Regions from separate parts of the Salmo salar genome. Here region 2 is linked to region 1. A link is a contact called in public Hi-C data. All regions are on one chromosome and are shown on one strand. Each heading gives the region's core, a stretch centred on a gene start, on an enhancer-like site or on the middle of the called end of the contact. The rest is flanking DNA. Distances are from core to core; before and after follow the strand shown. Region 1 holds the start of LOC106613589 (zinc transporter 7). Region 2 holds the start of LOC106613594 (lipoamide acyltransferase component of branched-chain alpha-keto acid dehydrogenase complex, mitochondrial).

What was found. A called contact is a pair of places that touch in the nucleus more often than the background predicts.
Region 2: a Hi-C map of muscle shows a contact between it and region 1, with 6 times the contacts expected there. The contact joins the promoter of LOC106613594 here to the promoter of LOC106613589 in region 1. A contact is called at or near these places in 2 of 3 Hi-C or Micro-C datasets (gill and muscle).

Annotation. Positions count from the first base shown.
Region 1 is chrssa10:15,381,344-15,388,250 of Ssal_v3.1, forward strand. LOC106613589 (zinc transporter 7) reads right to left here and starts at 2,133. Exons shown (of 11, transcript XM_014216007.2): 1 at 1,946-2,133; 2 at 1,274-1,375; 3 at 610-723. The coding sequence starts at 2,025.
Region 2 is chrssa10:15,516,550-15,522,648 of Ssal_v3.1, forward strand. LOC106613594 (lipoamide acyltransferase component of branched-chain alpha-keto acid dehydrogenase complex, mitochondrial) reads left to right here and starts at 2,907. Exons shown (of 11, transcript XM_014216018.2): 1 at 2,907-3,016. The coding sequence starts at 2,972.

The DNA of each region.
Region 1 (6,907 bases), core at 883-3,382:
GCTGAGAATCCCTTGTTTGAAAAGTAACAGTATGTTGGATCATTGTTTCAGAGTCTATGTTGATTCAGTTGGTGTAGTATGCAATATAAATGGTTACTTACCTTGAGTTCAAACTACAGAGCATGTATCCAAAAGAAAAGCTTAGAATATGTAAAACATTTGTATTTTGTTTAAAAGAAGGGGGATGTAATATTCATATGTGAATACATGCTGTTTGTACTTACGCCATGCATCGGGTAAGTTTGTAGACTCCCAGTCCATTCGAGGTGAAGGAACTCCAGAAAAATCCATCTTTTAAGACCATTTACTCTGACACCATGTTTTGTTTTGTACGCTTTGTACAAAATAATAAAACGCAGAACCACAGGATGTTTCTTAACATAACTCTTTATTAACTAGTTACAACTCCATGTTAGCCTATCTCCAACCACGATCAACTGCCCACGACCCAACCGTCTGGGTGGTCCCAACCAATCACCGCACAGTATGACACGGCGGCAAAATGCATCCAACCATAACTCAGCATGTATTCACATATGAATATTACATTACCTTTGCTAGCGAAGGCGCAAAAAGTGAAGCTATAGTCTACATTGACTGCATACGTACCCATAGGAGAATGAGTCATTCGACCTCCACCTGGAAATCACGGAGGCTGCAAGTCCGGCTAAAAGTGCAGTGCAGTCAAAGAACATGTGAAAGGAATCTGATATCAAACCTAAACTGAGAGCATACACACACACACACACACAAAAAAAAAACTTGTTAGACTAGACAGTCACCCGCACCAGATATCCCCCAAGCTTTGCAATTGCCGGGGGTAAAAGTTGCACTATAACACACAAAAAAAACAAGTTTTGTTTTTATGAACGACTAAGTTATGGCTGATAAAACATTACTGCACATATTAGTTCTAATTAGCTAGTTACTTGTCTATGGGAACGCGTGGATTTTATGACAGTGACATTTTAACCCTAGTCCTAGCAGCTGGTTCCAGGCAACAATTTGAACACATGTTGCAGATAAGATGTCCTGGCAGAAATTCATGCATAAAATACAGCTATCAAGACGGATAGCCATTTCAAAACACATAACTAGGGAATAGCATGTGTCTAGCTAGATGTTATAATGTAGTTGGTGGTGCATTCCCACTGATAGAGGCAGTGCAAGCAACGGGCACTGTTGGTACAACGCTTGCTTAGACATACGTGGCACATCCTGAAATAAGAGTTGCGTTTGTTAGGATTTTCCCATCGAATGATACAGAACTTACCTGTTACTCCATATGCCGTACGATAATTCAACAAAAGCAAAGGACAGATTCAGACAGAGAAAGAAAAACAAGTTGCGTGATGTTTTATCAGATAGGATTGATCTGGAAAAAAAGAAATTTCACTGAGTTAGAATCGCAGCAAGCGCGAGTTATCAACCAAGCTAACGTTACCTAAGTAACGTTTGCTAGCTTGCGCTGATCAAAACAGTAGAGCCAGTTAATAAGAATGAGAAGTAGCTACATATGTCAAATGTGCAAAATTGCATAAATTTCCTGTACAAGCATGTTGTTGACAGCACACAAATATTTAATAATATACAAACCCCGCTAGGCTAGCTAAGTAAGTCGGAAGTAACTAACTTCCAGCTGTGTTGGCCAGACATTCGTGCATCTGAAGCTAACTGGCTATCTAGACAGCTAACCTAGCCTTATTTTTGACTATGGAGCTAACTAACAAATATCAACTTGGTCAGCAACCAAGGTGGATGGTCCCCTACCCCTAGCAAGCTGTTTTTGGTAGCTAACGTTAGCTAGGTAACTACAGCATAATCTTTGGCATCACATTTTCACATCTGAATTAAGCTAGCAGTGAGCATTGAACCAAAATAGCTAGCTAACAAGCTAATTAAGACCTAAATAATACAGCAAGAACACACAAATAAGACAATTTACCTGAACCATCCTGAACTCTTGGCGAGGAGGTTGAATTTGGGTGGCTTGTACTCGTCGTCTTTTATAGATAATGGTAACATTTTAGCAGTCCCACCCAGGTTGTGCCAAGCTAGCTAGCTAAATACTGCTGGTTTGAGCTAAAACCACCAACTCAGCTCTCAGCCAACAGAACCGATCAATAGAGGGCGCTTGCGCTACCAAAACATGTAATACATGTTATAGGGACTGTACTGCCTGCCTACAGTTATGGTACAAGTGGTTTTCAGACAGATTCTCAAATAAAGCCAATGAATGGTATGTTGGTGTATGGATACAGTTGGCAATCCTATATTCTGGGGTTCCCATATGGAGGTCCAAGAACCCCCAGAGTTCTCATCAATGTGCTGAGAACCCCCTATCAGATATGGAATTTGGTATTGTATTAGGATCCCAGCCGGCCTGTCTCAATCCTGTGTATTTTATCTAAGGTCATGGAAAAGATTATGTTCGAGCAGGTTGATATTAGCAGATATTTCCTTACACAACCTACTATATGAGCTCCAATCTGGCTTTAGGAAATCCCATTCCACCAATACTTGCCTACTATATCTAACTGACTACATCAGGAAGGAAGTAGATGGAGGGAACTTTTGTGGTATGGTTATGTTAGCTCTCCAAAAAGGCGTTTGATACAGTGGATCATGAGATTCTGTTTAATCAAACTAAGAGCCATGGGCTTTAGTAACTTAGCCGTAAAATGGGTTAGCTCTTATCTGCAAGGAAGAAAACAGATGGTGAATGTGGATGAGACCCTGTCTAAACCCAAAATCTTGAACTGCGGAAAATCCCAAGGGAGTGTGCTGGGTCCACTTTTCTTTTTGTTGTATATAAATGATCTGAAATCTGCCTGTACATGTGACCTTTTCCTCTATGCAGATGATTCTCCGCTGTTGGTTTCCCACAAAGACAAAAATGTGGTTGAGAAAGCCCTCAGTGCTGAACTTCGGAATGTCAGTAAATGGCTATAAGCTGTCACTTCACCTTGGAATGTCCATCTTGTTCGGCTCCAAAGTGAAACTGAGGAAATCCCCTGATGTTAAGGTGGTAGTAGATGACTTAGTAGTCACAGCAAAATACTGTTAATTATCTTGGATGTGTGCTAGATAACCATCTGACAGAAGAGAGGATGGCACAAAAAATCTCCAAAGTGAACCATCAAATTTGGTTTCTGGCAAGAACCTCCAAATATCTGGATAAGAATGCAATGGTGGCATTGGCAGGGGCTCTTGTTCAGTGCCACTTCGACTATGCGTGCTCTTCCTGGTACAATAGTGCCCCACAGATAAAGCTAAAGCGTGATTTAATCTTGACCATTCCGACTTTGAAAGCCTTAGATTGCTCAAAGTGGAACGAGAGAGTCTCTCAGATTAAATTGTGTCTTGTCCATAAGTTTGTCCACAGTATGGTCCTCAGGTACTTATGTAACTACTTTAACTTGGTGAAACTGAAAGAGTGAAACTGATATTGTCCATTTTAGATTTAATAGTGGTATGGGGAAATTCACTTTTTTTTACTCAGCTGCCATTCTTTGGAATAGTTTTCCAAATAATTTGAAACTTATACCTTCAATGGGTAGTTTCAAGTTCTCACTGAAAAAATTGCTAAACAGTAGCATGTCTCGAAAGTGAGTAGAAAGATTATAGTACGTGGCTGAGAAGGAAATGCCCGGGATAGCATATGGTCTGCCTTTTGGTGCCTATTGTGTATCACATTGTGAATGTCTTGTATATATATAAGGGATTGATTGTTTTATATATTAAGGGTATGTGAGACAAGGGAGATGTACCTATAGTTGTTTATTAGGAATGGAACTGTACTAATTAGCTCATTTTATGAAACAAACAACAATTCTGTCTGTCATTGTCTGTTGCAACTACAACTGCCGCCTAAACATGCTGCATCCCCCGTTCCCCTTCCAAAAGGACCTCAATGGAAATAAGCTTTTAAGCTTAGCGTTATCCTTGATGATTTTCTTAAATTGAATGTGGAGGCGTCACCAGCTGGAGCACCCTTATGTACAGTATGTATTTAAAAAATGTACTAATAAATGAAATCAATCAATCAAAACTGTTGCAAAAGCAGCAGCTACTCTTCCTGGGGTCCACACAAAACATGACATAATACAGCACATTAATAGACAAGAACAGCTCAAGGACAGAACTACATACATTACATTAAAAACGGCACAAATAGCCTACATATCAATACATACACACAGGGACTCAGGGACTCCCATCAGATTCTGTTCCCCAGAGTGTTTCATTGTAATATAAGGCTTTGCGCCCCATCATATAGATATTGTTCCACCATCACATCAAATCAAATCAAATTGTATTGGTCACATACACATGGTTAGCAGATGTTATTGCGAGTGTATCGAAATGCTTGTGCTTCTAGTTCTGACAGTGCAGCAATAGCTAACAAGTAATATCTAACAATTCCACAACAAATACCTAATACACACAAATCTAAGTAAAGGAATGGAATGAGAATTCCTAAATATATGGATGAGCAATGTCAGAGCGCATAGGCTAAGATGCAATAGATAGTATCGAATACAGTATATACATATGAGATGAGTAATGCAAGATATGTAAACATTATTAAAGGGGCATTATTAAAGTGACTAGTGTTCCATTTATTAAAGTGGCCAATGATTTCAAGTCTGTATGTCGGCAGCAGCCTCTCTGTGCTAGTGATGGCTGTTTAACAGTCCGATGGCCTTGAGATAGAAGCTGTTTTTCAGTCTCTTGGTCCCAGCATTGATGCACCTGTACTGACCCCATCAGATCAGCCTACAGTCCATTACCCTGAGTAGGTTACGTTGCCCTGATTGCACAATAGTGCTTACAAATGCAATGTCATTACAACATTTTTTTTTTTTAAACCTGTCACACACACATATTTCTGATTTATTCAACAAAATAATGTATTTGTTGTAATATGAATGAAACACAGAAACATGCTAATGGAAGCCTATCGGCATAATGCAAATCTTTCGAAATAAGGTTTTAAATATAACAACGTTTTCTTGGTTCCTCATTTAAAAATCTAGTATGAAAAGTTGACAAAATTACAATTTAGCTCACAGTTTTCCTTTATAGGAAAAACATATAGGCTACCCCATGTCATTTTTTTCATATGCAATAGAAGGCTTTGCATATGAACGAAACACAAAAACATGCTAATGGAATCTTATCGGCATAATACACATTTTTTGAAATAAAGTTTTCAATTTAACAACGTTTTGTTGGTTCCTCGTTTAAAAATATAGTAAGAAAAGTTGACATAATTGCAACTTAGCTCACAGTTTGCCTTTAAAGGAAAAACATATAGGCTACCCCATGTCATTTTTTTCATATTCTAGTAGAAAACTGAAAAGGATTGCAATTTTATCAACTTTTGTTATGATCAGAAATGTATTCAAATGAACCCCTCAATAATGTCATGCACTTTTGGTAAACTTTAGACTGAGTTTGGTAAAAGGAAGGTACAACCGGCAATATGAAGAATCTGCCAATGTATTCCTCTTTTTGACCACTAGATACCGCCCAAGCTCTGGATAAGCAAGCTGGACCTCAATGCTGATGGGATGAAATCAACATTTCTGTGTAGGCTGTTGAATAACATAAATAAAAGCCAGTACGTAGTTTTAGAAAACATAATTAAGATTGGCTATACATAATTGAGCTGCAAACACTACAAAACATTGATTCTTCCACTGTGAGAATAGTGCTGCAAGTGCTGGCCCACTGTGCACAGATGTCAATTCAACATCTATTCCAAGTTGGTTCAACGTAATTTCATTGAAATGATGTGGAAACAACGTTGATTCAACCAGTATGTGCTGAGTGGGGGTGAACATATGGGGGTCTATAACTGAAGCATAGGCACTCTGAACCATTTCCTGTTCTTCTGGATTTTATTACAAAAGAATACTGCATGAATCCCATTGAGGATACCACAGTATGGCAATAAGGGCATCCTGGGAAATAACCATCATCTCAAGTTTGATAACTTCATGTGCTTAAAGAAAGATCGAATGAAGTTCCTCTCCTCCTCCATGTTTCACACCAACACTATTTCCCTCCTTTGCCAAAAGAAGGATTATGTCTGTGCGATATATGTTATATGTTATTCAATGTAGGTGTCATGGACAATGCATTCATTGTGTCTATCTGCTGAAATAAATGAGAAGAAATGGGGAAAAGTGGACTAGTAGGTGACAAAGAGACACTTCACAAACATAAGAGCTGTTGGATTCTGAGATAATGAACCAACAAGCGTAGGTAATGATGAGAAACTGGGCGTAAGGACTGAATATCAAACAGTTGAAAAAAGCGATGTTTGTGAACATAAAAACTGTACTTCCAGAGGGGACATGTTTCCATGGTAACTGTGTCTGTTGATCCAAATAGGAACAATTATCTTGTTGCCTGAGTTACTAAGAACCAGACAGGCCCAATAAGTGTCAGCACTGATCAAATCCAAGTACTGATTGGTACAAAAAACAGTGGGGGGGGGGGGCCTAAAAAGCTAAACACCCATGACCATCCCGTAAATTGCCACTGGGACGATGTTGGCTGTTTTAACAGGATTGATTTAGTTAAGCAATTGTTTTTCTGTGTGATTTTTGTACATTTTTTGTTTAAGTATGGGAACTGGCATCGAAACTGGTTGTGACGTTGCAGTGCCATGAGTTTGTTACCCATGCCCCCCCAAAAAATCACTTAATGCCTACCCTTCATTTAGCCTCTGAAATTGTAATCCTTATTCAACTGTTGGTACACTTAAGCCCAAGCAGGAAATAAGTGACAATATCTTAAAATACGTCTTTCATTCAATAACTTCATGAATATGTATTACGACAATATGATAACAAGTGCTTTGTTTGGAAAAATAACACATAAATCGTGACTGGCA
Region 2 (6,099 bases), core at 1,657-4,156, 140 kb after region 1:
GCTGGGCCTAAAATAGTGTATAAGAGATCATACAAAAGATTTTGCTGTGACCCGTGTGGATGATGTTAAAAATATTTGTTGGCCTGATGTGATTAATAAGGAGCATTCAGATGCTGCACTTGATGCATTTATGAAATTGCTTCTTCCAATCATTGATAAACATGCACCTGTAAAGAAACTGACTGTTAGAACTGTTAAGGCTCCATGGATTGATGAGGAATTTAAAAACTGTATGATCGAAAGATGGGGCAAAAGGAGTGGCTAATAAGTCTGGTTACATATCTGACTGGCTGATTTACTGCGAATTGAGAAATTATGTGACTAAACTCAACAAAAAGAAGAAATTGTATTATGAAGACAAGATTAATGATATAAAGATTGGAGTACTTTAAATGAAATTATGGGCAGAAAGACAAATTTAACTCCATCTTCCATTGAATCAGATGGCTTATTCATCACAAAACCATTTGATGCTGCCAATTATTTTAATGATTACTTCACTGGCAAAGTGGGCAAACTTAGGCAGGAATTGCCAACAACGAACAATGAGCCATCAAATTCATGCATAAAAAAAAACAAATAATGAAAGAAAAGCATTGCAAGTTTGTATTTTGTAAAGTTGATGTGGGAGAGGTGGAAAAATGATTGTTATCGATAAATAATGACAAACCTCCTGCCATTGACAATATAGATGGAGAGCTACTGAGGATGGTAGCTGACTCTATAGCCACTCCTATCTGTCATATATCTAGAGGAAAGACTTTGTCCTCAGGCCTGGAGGGAAGCCAAAGTAATTCCGCTACCCAAGATTGATAAAGTGGCATTTACTGGTTCTAACAGCAGACCTATACACTTGCTGCCAGCTCTATGCCCATGATTTTGGAATGAGATGTTTGACGAGCAGGTGTCCACATACTTTTGGTCATGTAGTGTACGTTACATGAGAAACTAATGAGCATGGAGAGCCACCCTTTGGCGAAAAAAATTACAGCAGCCCCACCCCCTAACTACTCTCAGCGGCTTTGTCACCAGCAGGCTTAGGCTGCCACATCCTTATTTATTTTCATAAGCGCAACGTGACTCCAAGAGACAGGTTGGAATGTCTGACTGAAATACGGAACACATTTTTTTATTATTTGGTATTAGTGGTGTTTGAATTTGTTGATAAAATGCGGGACTTGATTGTTTGGTTGCGGGACAAAGGGCAAAAACGCAAGACTGTCCTGCACAATCCGGGAGATGTGGTCACGCTATACATAAAAACCAGAGAAAGGAGGATATCGGAATGCCATTAGGCAATGAATTGAAGATCGTGTCACGCCTCACACAGCAGATTGTCGACCAATCGCGTTCCCGTTGTCATGCTGCGTCACGCGGTTGCTAAACTAATCGTCACAAAATCCCGTCTCAAAATCAGGGTATGAGTCGAGAAACCTGCATATTTCCCTCGAAAGTACGTCGTCACGATTCCCCAGCTATACGATATAACAGATAACCAATTAATTCTCGGAAAAGATTTGTAATGTTGACGAAATGTATGCTAATGTTGGGTTTTTGAGCTAGCGCCCAAATGACTCTCATTCACCCCTTGAAGGAGAGCTCTTGTCCTAGAAACGTCCAGGATGCACTGCGCGGTCCATCGACGACGCATGGTCAAAGAACACACGTTAATACGAGTTTCCCCTCCCCGTCTGATCTACTTCTTCTATTGTATAGACGACCAAAATAAAATAAACCAAACAACTTTACTATTTAAAAATAAACCGATTTGATCACTACACATGCTCAAGGGGAACCTGGGAGGGTGGGCCGTCTTCCAGCGCCAGTAAAACGTTTTTACAAGTCCCAACAACTTTTCTGCCGCAACCACAATGTCCCGTTTCTTTGAGGCTTGAGTTGTACTGTTTAGAACTGTGGCAATGAATGCCACAAACCCTGTGTGTTAAAAATGTGGGTTATCTTTTGACTCGTAGCAAACATTTACTTCAGCATGTGGTGCATCCACTACCATATCTTCACGAGCATCACTTGTTTTCTAAATTATTTTGCCACCTCAATCTCCTTCACCCTTACCAGGCACTCCAGGAAATCAGGATCATGATCCCCACAAGTACAACACTGTTTTTATTCAGTATACTCCGTCCGTCTGCCCACACTTGAAACAAATCCTTTATAGTTCTTACACAGCAGTGGTTTGGGGACTAAAGCTCTCGCAGCGTGTCTTACATAACCAAGCTTCACATGCGTAGTACAGGAGGTTAGTTGCACCTTAATTGGGGAAGACGGCTCATGGTAGCGGCATAAGTGGAACAGACTTTATTGTTTTTCTCCATTCACCCAGTGGGTCTGTTGAGGCCCACTGCAATCTTCCTTTGTTCTTCAGAAATACAATGAATGAAAATAAAACCACTCCTGGTCACTGACACTCCACTTTTCCCAGCGTGTACATCACCATTTGACACCTCAAATGCGTTTCCCACACATGCATTCTTACTCAACAAGAAGCGATTCATTATCATTCATAGACGTTTCCTCCACTCCAATTTCAGACAATTTCCTTTTTGTTCCAGTTTTCGACACTACTGTTGTCCATTCAGGACATGCATCTTCACCAACTTTGTTCAACGTGCTGCTTGTTTCGAACTCAGCATCCACTTCTACCATTTTACCTGTCTGACCTGTAACAATGTGACACCTTTCCCACCCGACGGGAAATATTATTTATTCTCAGTCAGGGGTACTTGCTCCCATCTCCTCAAAAGTATGTCTGGCTCATATAGTGGATTTATGCCGCGTTCACAACCCCGTTGAAACTAGGAAACTCGGATATTCTGACTTGCTAACTGGTTGAACATGGCACGTGTTTCCTAGTTCCGACTGGCTCATGAACGCAGTAAAATCTCTATAGTGACTGATCTCTGATTGGCCATTGAAAGGGGCGTGCGTTGGATCCGGACGAAGAGAAACAAAGATGGCGGCAGTTACCAGAGGCTCATTCACATTTATGAGACGCTTGGTAGGTTTGTTAAAGTTTTTCCAAATGTGTATACCGACGTGAAAGCTTTGCGAGATAGTTGATGATGCACAAGGATCATGCATTTAGAAATACTGCTACTGTACATCAATCTAGAGACGTTTCCCATGCAGCTGCTAGCCTGACTAGCAAACAAGCTAATTTTAGTCTATGTTACAGTGAAGTGGGATTGAAATTGACATTATTTCCTAATTGTTTTGTAGTTATGAATAATTGCTATCTGTTGGTTACTACTACCCAGATAGTCAACTGTTTATTTGACTCAAACGGTTGACGATGTGTGTGTCTGAAATAATTGAACTTGAATGCCAATACAATGTCATCCCTAACCCATTCATAGACCACTGTAACTAACGTTACCTTTAGCGCCCGACGATAGTACTGTAATATTTTGTTGAGTTTCTACGCATCGCTTGCGGTATGGTTTTGGAATCAAGGTACGTTTTTTTTCATATCAGCGACAAATACATTTCTAAAATCAAAAGGTTAAATTACGACACACTTTTTATAGGATTAGGGTTTGTGACAGGGTTCCCATACGGCCATCTCTATGTTATATTACAACGTTTGTTTACGGAAGACTAATTGGCTATTTAGCGTTCTCCGAACACCTGTGTGTAAACTTAACTGGGGAGGAAGTGTAGTTCGTCAACTGGAGGTATACACTTGCGTATGGATTTGTGCAACACTTACTGTAGCAGTTTATCTTTTATTTGAAAGATTCTTTCTCATTCATATGAAAGTCAAGGGGCATATCAGTACGTGATTATTGACGTTTCGAAAACTGTGTCGGAATTGTAGTTCACACGCAGCCAACCGTAGCCGCTTAAAAACCTATGGATTTTAAGAGCTTTCGAGAGCAATGTCATCATACCTTGGTAAAAAATGGGGCCATACTTGCAAACATTTTAAAGTTAAAGGGGTTTCACTAGTGATGATCTTTTTGGTGAACGTCGGAATCACATTGGTGATAACATTTTGAGGTCGGTCCGATTGAATAAAAAAAATACGATTATTAAATGTTATTTTTTAATTAAATGGACTATGCATTATGCGGGTTGAATGCTGTAACAATAAATGATTAAAAGTCACATGATGGTAGTGACTGCCCATCAGTTATTCAAATTAATAAAATATTTCAGTTGTGTATATTACATTTGTTTTATATGATGACTTTATTATTTAATTCCAAGTCATTTCATCTCTATAGAGCTGTTGTCTGACAATCACTATTTTAGTAGTTCTTCAAAGTAAATAAGACACTGTGCAGTGCTAGACTTGGAATAAAATAGGTATCAGTACTCATTTTGGGTGCCGGTACTGTTTATTTAGGTGCAGGAACTGTACAATACTTTTGAGCTAATATTTTATAAGAGGTGCAGAAACTCCGTTCTGGTGAGCGCCTGCCCAAGTCCAGCACTGTTAAAGGTGTTGAAAAGGGACGCCTACAGCCAACAGCTTGAAAATGAAAATTATGAATGAATTTAATAAGGAGCTTTCTCTTTCTTCAGCCTAGCACACACACTTTTGCCTATTAATCATATTGCAGAGGCTATATTACATTGTGTATGCCAAAATGTAGGGCTACAAGGTTTTGTAGGCTATGCGTTATTATAATCATCCAGCTCGTCACATGCGTTTTGAATCGAGCATTAAGGACGGGCAGTGAACAGATTTTTTTTTATCCCCCGTCATTTAAAAAAGCTCGCTGCCAAGTTGGCTCGAACCCATGGTTAAAGTGCACCATCAATTGGTAGTCAACCGCTTTAGCAGTGTCTGCCACTGAGAAGCGATGATGGCCCACAGTACAAGACTGCTATTTCCATAAGGCTCTTTGCTTTTTTTTTTACGATGAACTTACATGTAAGGACCTTATTTTCCCCATTAAAAGCACATGGATGTGTGTGTGAAACTGATAATGTGGGATTTTGTCATGTATATGAAGAACTGAAAATGTTTAACAGTAGTAGCTAGTTGCCTAGTCAAGGATGCATCAGTGCAATGTTGACTCACATTTTGTTACAGACCAACGAAACAAGTTAACCTTGAATTTGTAGGTTCAAAATATCCTTCTAGTGGCCAGTGTTGACCTATTTTAAGTCGTGATGCACTGATATGACGTTTTTGGCCGATATCCGATATTTTCCTTGCTTAAAAAACGATACCGATATTTACAATTTTAGCGGCCTTTTAAGCATTCTAGTACAGTTAAATAGTTAACACACACACATGGGCGCAGCGGTCTAAGGCACTGCATCTCAGTGCAAGAGGCGTCACTACAGTCCCTGGTTTGAATCCAGGCTGTATCACATCCGGCCGTGATCGGGAGTCCCATAGGGCGGCGCACAATTGGCCCAGGGTCGTCCGGATTTGGCCAGGGTATGCCATCATTGTAAATAAGAATTTCTTAAATGACTTGCCTAGTTAAATAAAGGTTACACACACACACACACCACACTTACCAAAAACTTTTGTTGCCATTTACTTATGTCCCCATTACCAGTAAACCATAATCAAAACCAATTTCTTTTACTTACTTGCTGTGCTGTTTCATTGTTCATTAAGTTCAGTCGTGTCATTCTCAACCAGGATTTCTATGGAACGCCGTTTGGGTCTTTGCGTGTCAAAAAAGATGCACGTCAAATAACACGACATAATCTGTTTCAGTAGCTATAGTTAGCCAGCTAACTCTATAGCTAGGTGTCATCATCTAAAATAACCCTAATTTATGAGACAGTTCTTATTTGATTAATGATGGTCAGACCTATCTATGTGAAGCTAGCCACTAAGGATTAGCCACAATAGTGGACTTTGCGGTTAGCCTTCAAAATAAAGGTATGGCATAATTCTACTATTAGTATTAATTTGCATCACTGTCAATGACACTAATTTTGAAGGCAAACTGCAAATTTCACTATTTTGCCTAATCCTTATTGTGGCTAGCTTCACAACACATAACCCGGTCCGGTCGAGCCTCACTAGCCAGATAAAGCTAGCTGGCTGCTTATAACGTTAGCTTTGAGCAACAGGGTTAAGTAGCTGGCTAGCTATTTATTTTCATGAAC